Linked DNA regions of Mus musculus: region 2 is linked to region 1. The links are chromatin contacts, called in public promoter capture Hi-C maps. All regions are on one chromosome and are shown on one strand. The core of a region is the stretch at or near the end of the contact, and the rest is flanking DNA. Distances in the headings are between cores, read along the strand shown. Region 1 holds the start of Nxph3 (neurexophilin 3). Region 2 holds the start of Zfp652 (zinc finger protein 652).

Region 1 (5,568 bases), core at 2,690-5,189:
TGTTTCTTTCTAGACAGGGTTTTACTATGTAGACCAGGCTGGCCTCGAACTCATAAAGCTCTGCCTGCTTGACCCTCCCAAGTGCTGGGATCAAAGACATACACCATCATTCCCAGCCTTCCTTCCTGTAGTCTCAGGTAACCCAGGCTGGCTTCATAATCACTATGTAGGGGCTGAAGAGATGGCTCAATGATTAAGAGTCAGGCAGGGTGACATCTGTCAAGGTGGCGGGATCTCTGAGAGTTTGAGGCTAGTCTCATCTACATCGGGAGCCAGGAGTCTGGGTCAGTCATGGCTACATGGTGAAACATTGTCTCAAAAAAAAAAAAAAAAATCAGCGAGGGGGGGGGAGTGCGGGAGGGGGGTTCTGGAGAGATGGCTCAGTGGTTCAGTGGTTAAGAGCACTGATTGCTGCTCTTCCAGAGGACCTGAATTCAATTCCCAGCAACCACATGGTGGCTCATAACCATCCGTTATGGGATCTGACATCAGAAGACTGGTGTGTCTGAAGAGAGCAATGGTGTATTCATATACATTAAATAAATAAATAAATAAATAAATAAATAAATAAATGTTTTTAATCAGCAAAAAGAAGAGTGCTGCCGTTCCAGAGGACCCAAGTTTGATTCCCAGCACCCACACAGCAGCTTACAGCTGTATCTCCAGTTCCAGGGGATCCAATGCCTTCTTCTGGCCTCTGTAGGCACAAGGCAAGGCACAAGGTGGTTCGCAGACATTTATGCAGGTGAACATGAACAAAAATAAGAAAGAAAGAAAGGAAGAAAGAAAGAAAGAAAGAAAGAAAGAAAGAAAGAAAGGAAGAAAAATTTAAAAATCCTTCAAAATCACTGTGTAGCTGAGGGTTGCCATGAACATCTGACCCCCCTGTCTCCACCTCCCCAGTGCTGAAATTACAGGTGTGTCTACCATATCTTGTTTATAGGGGGCTAAAGGTGGGGCGCCAGGCTTTGTGCATACTGAGCAAGCACTCTACCAGCAGAGTTAATTCTATTCAGATTTTTAGAGAGCTGGAGGCCACTTTACTCTGTGTCTCCTGGGGAGGGGCAAGGGCTTGTAAAACTATACAGTACTGGGTTCCTGTTCCCCCAGCCAGGAAACCTGGGCCTGCATATGGTGGCTGTCACTCTGCCTGGCACACTCAAGTGAGAGCGTTCCTGCTCCTTCTGCTTCCAGAGTGAGCCCCGTGGCCCGCTTTGCTCCTGGTTGCCCGTGAGCTCCTGGGAGTTTTCTTCCTTTGCCTAATTTTTAAATGTCAGGTTGCCCAGAGCTCCTCCTCCGGTGCCTACAACTTCTCCAGCATGCCCCACATCCCAGGTCAGACTTCCAGGTGCCCTTGGATGGCCAACAGCAGCATAGCATAAAGAGATGTCATAGCTAAAGCTGAATTCCCCCAAGGCATCCTCCTCCATTGACCAGGGCACAAGCCGCCGCCCTGCCCTCCCCCCAGTCTATCATGCATGCAGCCTGTCAGATGCAGGACACTGCCTGGCACCTTTACCCCCTCCTCCCTCTTTGCATCCTGTACCTCAGCAACAGCAAAAGCCTGGCTGGTTTTCATTTTCTGGTTTTGCTTGCTGCTGCTGTCTTCAGGCCCCCAACCCTAGTCTTCTAATTGCTTCCCCTCCCCCTCCTCTTCCTAGTGAATTCTCCGAAAGCTCTCCAAAACACAAGCAGGACTGTAACCAGTCCCTTAAAAACCCTTTCAAGGTTCCCCATAAACCAGACCCCTTCAGCCGACACAAAAGCTGATCCCTGCCTCCTTTCTTCCCCTGGAGGAGGCACTCCAGAACAGCAAACTGTTTTCCTGCCAGAAGTAGCCCTACTCCTCTTGACCTCCGGGATGCCCTGACCTTCCTGCCCCTCCCCCACCTCTCCGGGTACATCCTCCAGGCCCTATGGGGACTGTGTCTTTGCACGCATCCCAGTGAGTTATAATGATTGATTTTCACACACAGGGCTAGGAGATCCTTGAGGGCAGGGATGGTGTCCCATTCATCTCTGTAACTCAGGCTCTGGATGGGAGCCTGGTATGGAGGATAGGCTCTACCACTGGCTGATGGATGAAGGCAGAGAAGAAACTTGAAGTGGGAGCCAGGAGTGTCCAAGAGGGGAGTGGGGGCAAGCGTGGCAGGCAGAGCAGCCAGAGCAAATGTGTGGGAAGTGCAAAAGCGAGCCCTTCCGTTTACTGCACTCCCACGGTGCCCGCCAACCATGGCGCCCGCACTGGGGACACACACTGTGTTCTTCCCACCTCCAAAGGAAAGATCTGAAACCTGGCATCCCAGCATGGCAGTAACCTGCCCAAGGTCACACAATGGGCTGGGGCCTGGCGTGGAATCTAAGACTGTCTGGCTTGAAAACAGTACCCCTTCTGCTGGGCCACACTGCTTTCCTGGGGGCAAGACTTGGAATGAGTAAGGAGTGAGCCCAGCTTCGTCTCTGTCAAGCTGAGAGCGGGAACTAGCTGCCCACGCTCAGACCAACAGCATCTTTCTCCCAGCTGGACCAGAAGCTCCAAGGCCACACAAAATTTTACCTGTTCCTTCCTCCTCCCCTGCCTTTGGCAGTCTTTGAGTACACACACACACACACACACACACACACACACACACACACACACACACACTGCAAAGAGCCCGAAAGGCCCAGGGCACCCAGGAGACAGGGGGCTCATCCAAGCTACCTCCTTCTGCAGTCTCTCCCTCTTTGCACTTGGCCCAGGCTGATATTAAGATTCATCTGCATTCCTCGCACAACGCCTGGCAGATGGTGGGGGAGGAGGCTGGGTGTGAGCTGGGGGCTGCAGCCAGGGACCACACTGGATCTCAGAGGGCCACAGAAGAGAGTGTGGAGAGCTTCCGGTAGACCCAGTGTAGGCTGGGGCCACTCCAAATGCCTCCATGCGGGTCCTAGGATTCGACCTTTTGTTTTTCTAAAGACCAAAGGAGTTGTAAAGAGCTCAGAAGGATGTCTAGCCATTGAGGGCAGGAGGGTGGTCCTGACCCTTTGGGATCTCTTGTCTAGGTCTTAATCTTTCTTGTCTTGGTGATTTGAAGAGAACAGAGCAACCTAGGACCCCACTGGGGTGGGGCCCTTTTCCGCCTGGTGACACCTGTGCCGTGGGAAATGGGTAGGGAAGAACATGCTCTGAGAGGCCTGTTCACGCCATTTATGCCTCTATTTCTCAGGAGGCAAACCCTTACCCCAACCTCAGAACCCAGCCTGGACCCTAGTGGTCTCTTCAGCCCAGCGCCTCAACCAAATGCTTCGTACTGATTGCTCTTAGGTCGTCTAAGAAGAAAAGGAACGAATGTGCTAGGAAAAAGGGTGCGAGCTAGACACTTAGAAGAACTTCCCTTAGCACCCTCATCAAGTCTTGCAGGAACCATCAGCTGTGATCCGCTGTAAATATCCTTGAGCCCTTAAAAATGGATTTAGGGAGAGTCGTCTTTCCAAATTCTAGGACTCCTAGGGTGGAGGTAGGTAGAGCGACAGATTCCCGTGTGCCCGCTACAGAAAAGAAGGCGCGCTGCCAGAAGGGCGGAAAAGCTGGTGTCCCCATCCGCGGTCTTCCAGCCTCTTGCCTCCTCACCCAGAGCTCCTCCGCCCTCCTCCTGTCCCCTACGCTGGAAATTGGGCGTCCCAGGTCCCCAGGCTGCTGGCCGGCAGGGGAGGAGTTAAATCCGGAGGTACCGACTGGGCTCACCGTACCTGCCGCCGCCGCCGCCGCCAGTGGGAGGGACGAGGAAGCGGGAGGCGCCTGGGCGCCAGGAGCGCTCCAGTCTGGCGGGGCGCAGAGCGGGGAGCGGGCGGCCGCGGCTCGGCGTGGCCCGGGGCGTCCGCCAGGGGGCGCGCCACGACGGGGCGGGAGGGGCCGTCTGGTCTGGGGAATTAGCACCGGGGACGGGCGCGCGCGCAGGTCCCCAGCACATCTGGGTGAGAGCCGAGCCTCTGGAAACAAGCCGGGCGCCGAGCGCCTGTCTGGAGCGGCAGAGTCACCGCTCAGCCGGAGCCCCTTCGAGACGCTCCGGGCGCACATCTGGGACTGGGAGAAGGGACCGCGCGGCGAGCAGCTGGACTCGGGGAGGGGGCGGCGGCTGCACAGCTGGACCGAAGGGGGCGGGGTCGGTCCCAGCAACTGGCTGAGGGGAGGGCCGCGAGCCACCGGGGACCGGAGCATGGGACAGCGCGCCTGAAGGAGCAGTCCGGGACGGAGGGGGCCTGGGACCCCGAAAGGAAAAGAGAGACGGGTGAGAGCAAAGGAGGAAGATGCAACTGACCCGTTGCTGCTTCGTGTTCCTAGTGCAGGGCAGCCTCTATCTGGTGAGTGGTCCGCGGGGAGCGGCGCAGGGCGGGGGCCAGGGGATGGGGAGAGCGCGGGAAGCTGCGGAGCCCTGAAACTTTCTCCCTCCCCCCACCCCGGCATCCTGGGGATGCGGTGAACGCTGGAGGCTAGGGGAGAGGGCGGGTCCGAGGCCAGAGGCCGGACTGGAAGGGTTAATAGGGGCGGGGAGGAGGGTGCTTGGATGGCCCACCCACTCCGCGGCTGATCGCGGGAGGTGCGAGTGACACTAGGGAAAAGGCCCCCCAAGCTGAGTAGCCAAGGATTACCCGACCTCTCGTAGCAGCATCCCAGGACGCGCGAAACGGGGGTGGGGCAGGTGACCTGCCCGGCCAGGGGACGCGGTATTCTTCTTTGACCTCTGGGGCCCAGAGAATCCCGAACTGTGGGCCCTGGCGCGCCAAACCCGGGCGGACCGGGGGCAGCCCCCGCGTCCCTGCCTCCCGCCGTCCCTCTCGCTCCCTCCCTCCTCGCCTGTTGTTTTCCTCGCCTCTCCCGGCAGCGCGCAGCCCGAGCCCCACAGGACCTGGGCAGGCGGCTCCCGCCCCAGGCGCTCAAAGCAGCTGAGCTGAGCGCCCAGACCCCGCTCCCCCGCGGCCCAGGGTGCCTTGGAACCCCACCCTGGACCCTACCCTGTAGCTTAACTCTCTCGCGACCCGCGCCCACCGCCCCACATCTGTCCCGACCCTAATCCTGTCCTGGAGAAGCCTCCGCCTCGGCGCCACTGGAACGGCCCCCTTCCTCAAAACAATTCCCATTGACAGCAACCCTTCCATTCCTAGTCCACTCTAGGACTAGGGAGGATGTCTTCCCTGCTTGGCCCTTTCCTGTGGCCCTCTTTACTACTGAGCTATTGACTGTCTCAACCATTTAGTTAAACCCTAGAGCCAAGTACGCACAGGTGGGCAGCCTTAAACCCAAACCCAGGAGCCTTCCTTCTTGACTCCTGACCCTGGGGCACTGGGGACTTGGGAGGCAGGAGCAGCCTTAACTCCGAGACTGGCTTGGTCACCAAGGCCAGAGCAAGAGCATAAGAACTAAACCCTTTGGAGCCTCCCATCCCAGCTCCTCAGGATTCCCTCCGCCCCACCCATGTCATCATCAGTCCAGATGTTGTGGCTGAGCTCCTGTCCCCTCACTGGTGACATAGACACACTGGGAAGAACTCGGTTTCGGGAACTGAGCAAACACACATTCAGGCCATG
Region 2 (5,580 bases), core at 237-2,736, 230 kb before region 1:
CACTAGACTCTGACATCCTTCTAATTGGAAAGGACCTTTCTCTACTCCTGGCCCTCACTCGGCAAACCTCCCACCGTGACAGAAGATGCCAGAATGAATTATCTCACAGGTCCCACAACAGAGACTCTCAGTGCAAAGTCGGCGCTGACTTTACATCCCAGTCAGTCATCTATAACCAATCCCCCTTCCAGTGCACCTGGTTCTCACTAATCCATCGTCAGTTAAGTGTAATGCTTTTGAAAGACAGGATTAAGCCTTGGTTTTGAAAAGACCCAAGCAGCAGAGTCTAAAGTGATAATTGGTGAAATCTGTCCCTTCAGCCTCTATCCTCTTGGGCAGACACCAGATGACTCTGAACAGCCAGGTCCTAGCCTGGAAACTTTGCCCTCCGCTGGTGAGACCTACCTGAATGTTTTTTTCACAGTCTGTTTGCTGGTGAAGGGACAGCTCACTTTCCAGGACAAACTTCTTGCCACATTTATCACAGATCTGCATGCGCCTGTGAGTAACGTTCATGTGCTTCTCCAGGTACCAGCGAGTATTAAACACCCTGGGGCACTTCTCACAGGTCAGAGTCTCTTTCTCTTCACACTTAGCTTTCTGAACTGGCGCTTTAGCCTCCTTGGTGGCCCGCTTCTTCCTCTTGGGTAGCTCTGCACTTTTCCTACGGCCTCGAGTTGTGCGGGGTGCAGGGGAAGTGGTAGCTGCGGCAGCAGAGGCCGCTCTCCGGGTTCGCCTCTGTGTAACCCTGACTCTCTCCACTTGCTTCTCCTTTTTCTTCTGCCGTCCGTTCTCTCCGTAGTCACTGCTGTTATCTGTGGCCTCCTCCTCAGTCTCTTCCTCGTCTTCCTCACTGCTTGTCTTAAGGACAGGCGTCTCTTTGGACTGGGAAGAGACACCCTTTTCCCCTTTAGAGACATTTAATGTTTGGTTATTAAGGTTTACCTCCACTATGATCTGCTCCCTTTTGTAAGAGACTTCCTCCTCCTCTTCCGTGTCATCAGAATTCTCCCGGTCTTCCTTGACAGTATGCACATCAGACACTGCCCTTGGCTCCCTGAAATATGGCTGCTCCTCCGTCTCGTGGAGATGTGGTTTGCTCATCTTGGTGTCTGCTAGCACAGAGTAAGGGCTTCCAGACTCCCTTTTATACACTTTGGTGGACAGGTCGAGCTCCTGGCTGGCACCATGGTAGAAGGTGGGTGGCGCCTGACTTCGATGGCTCTCTTCCTGGGCCATTCCTTCTGCATGCACTGCACAGGGTTCAACCAGCTCCGGACAAGGACTGGCTGTGTAGCTCATTAGGAAGTGGCCCAGTTCAGACGACACAGAACACCTTGAAAACAGGGCAATTAAGACTCAAATCTTTCTCCCTCCACGGAGAACTAACTACTCAAGAAGTGAGAATAAGAAACTCCTGCAGCCTGCATGCAGTTCTTCCTGTGTCACAGCACCACCGCCACCTTAAGTCAAAAAGGGCTGTTCTTACGGCAGGCGCAGAGCACTCCTCGTCTTCTTTCGAAGAGAACTGCAGGGGACTTGGAGCATCTTGTCTATAAAGAGAAAAAAAAATGAGGGAAAAAATTATATCACCATATTCTTCTTAGGCCATGGAATTCCTCACAACACACAAAATTTAAAATCATTACATTCCATACACTTTGATTCATTATTCTCCTCAAATGGTTTGAAATGGATATTATTTTACAGGCTTGTATGAGTCCCCAATTTCAGTTAGAATGTAAATTCTATCATACCAAGAGCCATATCTGTCAAATTCACCAAACTATCTTTAAAGCAGACAGCATGTGTTTGATGAAGAAATACCTACTACCACATGATGTCTGCCACACTGGATGCTGCAGGGTCTGCTGGTATCAGTCTCATGATACAAAAGGCCATGAAACACTCAAGGGAGTCATACTGGCAGTTTCCTTCAGCATCAGCCACCACATCTACCAGAGTGAGAACCCACACACAAGGGCAGCCACATGGGCACTGCAGGCCACAGAACTAGAGCAGCTAACTGGCACAACCACACAAGGAAACCGACCTGGCCTTTAATAATTATAAATGAACCGTCACCATAACTTGCCTCAGCTATGGGAGCACCGCTGAGGCGGTTGACACTTGGTGCACAGCCATGCTACAACTGGGTGACTTTTCATGTGTCAGTTGCAGAGAAGTCAAAATTCTGAGAATCAGTCACCACCAGGTCGGCACGGTTCTAAGAAAACTAAAACCATCCATGAAAAAACAATGACGGGCATACAATCTGCTTGCAGCATGCTTATACTGCTATTTTGCCAGCTACCCTGCAGCTGAGTCATACAAATGACAATGGAGGACCTGTATAGTCGAGTTGACAAAAGGAAGGAAAACAGTATTTACTGAATGTCTGTCATGTGATGGGCACCAGAGACATTTTTATTATTCAGCATCTACTTAGTACCTACTGCAAAACTTTGGGGCTAATTTTTAATTAATTAAAATAAGCAAAGCTTAACTTTCCCCCTTCTTCCTCCTGAGATGAGGGTCTCACTATGTAGCCGGGCTGTCCTGGAACTTGTTGTACAGACGAGGCCACCTGGTCTCACAGAGTTCTGCCTACCTCTGCCCCCCGAGGCCTGGGATGAATGATATGGCTTTTTCTTAATATATTGGTTCTACTCGGCTGAAGTGAGTGAAATCTTGCTACGAAATAACCTTAGTAAGAAACTGTTCAGTACACTTGACGCTGAACTGCTATGTAACTTTAACAGGTAACAGGAGTCACTCAGACCCTGCTGAGCTGCTCTACATAAAGCGAATACACTGTTAGGGAAGAGAACATGTAACCAACGAGGCTCATAAAGAGACCAATAAATACGGTTACTTCTAACCTGACTCTGGTACTGTCGATCCTAAACTGTAGCAACAATAGTCCACTAATAATAGTCCACTTAAATTGTCCATTAATGCAAAAAGTGGGAGCCAAGCAGCAAACTACACAACTGTAAGGTCTGGCCAATTCTCTAGTTTATAAATAATCAGAGGATTTGCATTTATACAAAGCACTTGGTCACATCCTTGTTAAACAGGTAAGTGTTTCCCATCTGCTAGATACTATACTAGTTGTAGTAATCGACCTGTATGAGGACAGAGTTGCTCTCAGGTACTATCTAAGGACTTGCTAGCACAAATAGTCTCCACACAAGAACAAAATCAAATATGTATTCCTCACCACAAGCCAGCTGAAGCACCTAAGGTTCATCAAACAACCCCTTGGGCCAAAGAAGCAGCTACATCCTAAGTAAGCTACTCTGCCAGGATGCCAGCAGCATTCAAAGCACTCGCCATTACCCACAAACGTCATCTAAATGTAGAAATAAGTGTTAATTAAAAGGAACTCTTTATCTTTACGGTAAGAAGCATTGTGTGTGTGTCACTGAGATAGTTTTCTATTAAAATCCAACATAGCTCAGGCTCTAATAAAATTCAACAGCTCTCAAGTACCAGAAGAAAGCCTGGCATGGCTCTGCCCACGTGTGGCTCCCAGCAGGAGGGCTGGCAGGATGTTCCCAAAGTCAAAGGAAGTCATTTTTACCTTCATATCAAGTTTGATGCTAGGGTGTTGGGAGGGCTCAGTCTAGCCATGACCAAGGGTAGTTTTCTAGAATGTAATTTTTAATACATTAGTCTATTTTTAAGATCACTAACAAAAAAGAAAAAAAAGCCTATGTAGATAATGAAAATAAGTGAGAAATAGCCTCTTTATAACAAACAAACAAACTAGGTTCTCACTATGTAGCCCTGACTGAACCAGAACTCTCTCTATAGACCTGCAACTAACAGAACAGAGATCTGCCTGCCTCTGCTTCCAGAGTCCTAGGATTAAAAGTGTGCATTACCATGCCTGGCCCTACAATTCTGTATTTTACAAAAATTAAAAGTCACAAATACTTTATTAACTTCTTTTCTTTTTTAAGATAGAGTCTCATATAGTCCAGGCTGGAGTCAAACTATGTAACTTTGAACTTCTTTTTTAAATTATTTTTAATTCTATGTGCATGGGTGTTTTGTTATCTGTCTGTAGATCTCTGTACAGTGAGCACAGCTGGTGCCCAAGGAAGCCAGAAATAGGCATGGGCTCCTCTGGGGCTGGACTTAAGAGATGGCTGTAGGCCACCATGTGGGTGATGGGAACTGAACCTGGCTCCTCTGGGAGAGTGGCCAGTGAGAGTGGACAGTGTGCATACTGTCTTCCTTCTCACCAGCTCCCACCTTGAACTTCTGATCCCCTGCCTCTATTCGCTGAGTGCTGGGATTACCAGCAGGTGCCACCACTACCAGTTTTATGTGGTGCTGGGAACCAAACTCAGGTCTTTGTGTGCATCAGTCAAACAGTCTCATTACTCAGCCTGAACTGGCCTCAATCTCGAGCTCCTTCCTACCTCTGCCTCCCAAGTAACAGGATCACAGGTTTGTACCACTATGGCTTACTTACACACACACGTACACACACACACACACACACACACACAGCTTACTTTAGATGTGTGGAAAAGTGTCCGGGAATGCTAGTCATCTGTTATTTTCTCACTAGTAAAATGTTTTGGCATTTCAAAGAGTAGCACTTCGGGGAGGGGATCTCATCTAGTCTTAGACCTACAGGGATAAATAAATAGTCTAAAACAAAAACATTTGAACCAGATAGGAAGGTTTACTCCAAAATCATAACATACCCAGAACACAGCCAATGAGAAAAGATGAACTGCCAACACACCCGATGACTTTTCCTGCCAGCAAGCCTACATTTATCTCTTCTTAGTAGTAATTCTAAAACACTATAAGATTCCTTTAAAATTAAAAATCTCACTACCCAGAAACAGAGCACAGAAAATTTCACATGCAGTTTCCAGGTTGGCGCCCACTTCTAAGAACCCATCAATAAATTCCCAAGAGCCCCGAGTTCCAAACTAAGAAAAGAGGTCTTATTCTTTCTTATCTATAGAGTGTATTTAGACAAAGCATAGAAACGCAATTTTTTTCTGCCTTCCCTCCTTAGCTCCCTACCTGTTTTTCTTCACACTTCTACAGCACATACATGGATCAGAAATGAATCAGCAACATAAAAGGAGACCAACTTTGAAGTCATGTACAGAAAGGTTAGCACGTTTTATAAACAATTATGATATACTGTCAAGAAGGAAGCAAGGTACAGCCTCAAGAGCGTATTGTGTACCCCAATGTGCTATTCACCCGGGTCTGGCCCCAGACAAGGCAGTTCACATACAAATGCATTCTCAGGGTGTTACACAGAGGCCTGGGTGCTGGCCTCTTTCCCCACTCTGCTTGAAGAGGGCTTTTCCAGAGAGGTAAGAAGTGTTAATGGTACATCGGAGGTTTATGTACAGTATGCTGCACAGCCTATGCAGAGTGAATGTCAAGAAGATAAAATAAGGAAAGGGAAAGTTAAAAATGAGAAGGTGGAGGCAGTCAGTGAAATCCCTGCCATACCAAGGTGAGTTTAATCCCAGTGCCCAGGTTGAAAAAACTGGCAGGTGTCTATAATTCAGTACTGGGGACACCGAGACAGGA

The links. Capture Hi-C pulls out chosen DNA fragments and counts their contacts.
Region 2: a contact with region 1 is called in a promoter capture Hi-C map of pancreatic islet. The contact joins the promoter of Zfp652 here to the promoter of Nxph3 in region 1. A contact is called at or near these places in 3 of 484 Hi-C or Micro-C datasets (cortical neurons, embryonic limb bud and trophoblast stem cells) and 1 of 9 other capture datasets (pancreatic islet).

Annotation. Positions count from the first base shown.
Region 1 is chr11:95,512,936-95,518,503 of GRCm38.p6, reverse strand. It overlaps Nxph3 (neurexophilin 3), which reads left to right and starts at 3,939. Exons shown (of 2, transcript NM_130858.3): 1 at 3,939-4,344. The coding sequence starts at 4,291.
Region 2 is chr11:95,744,973-95,750,552 of GRCm38.p6, reverse strand. Zfp652 (zinc finger protein 652) reads right to left here and starts at 1,486. Exons shown (of 5, transcript NM_201609.2): 1 at 406-1,486. The coding sequence starts at 1,302.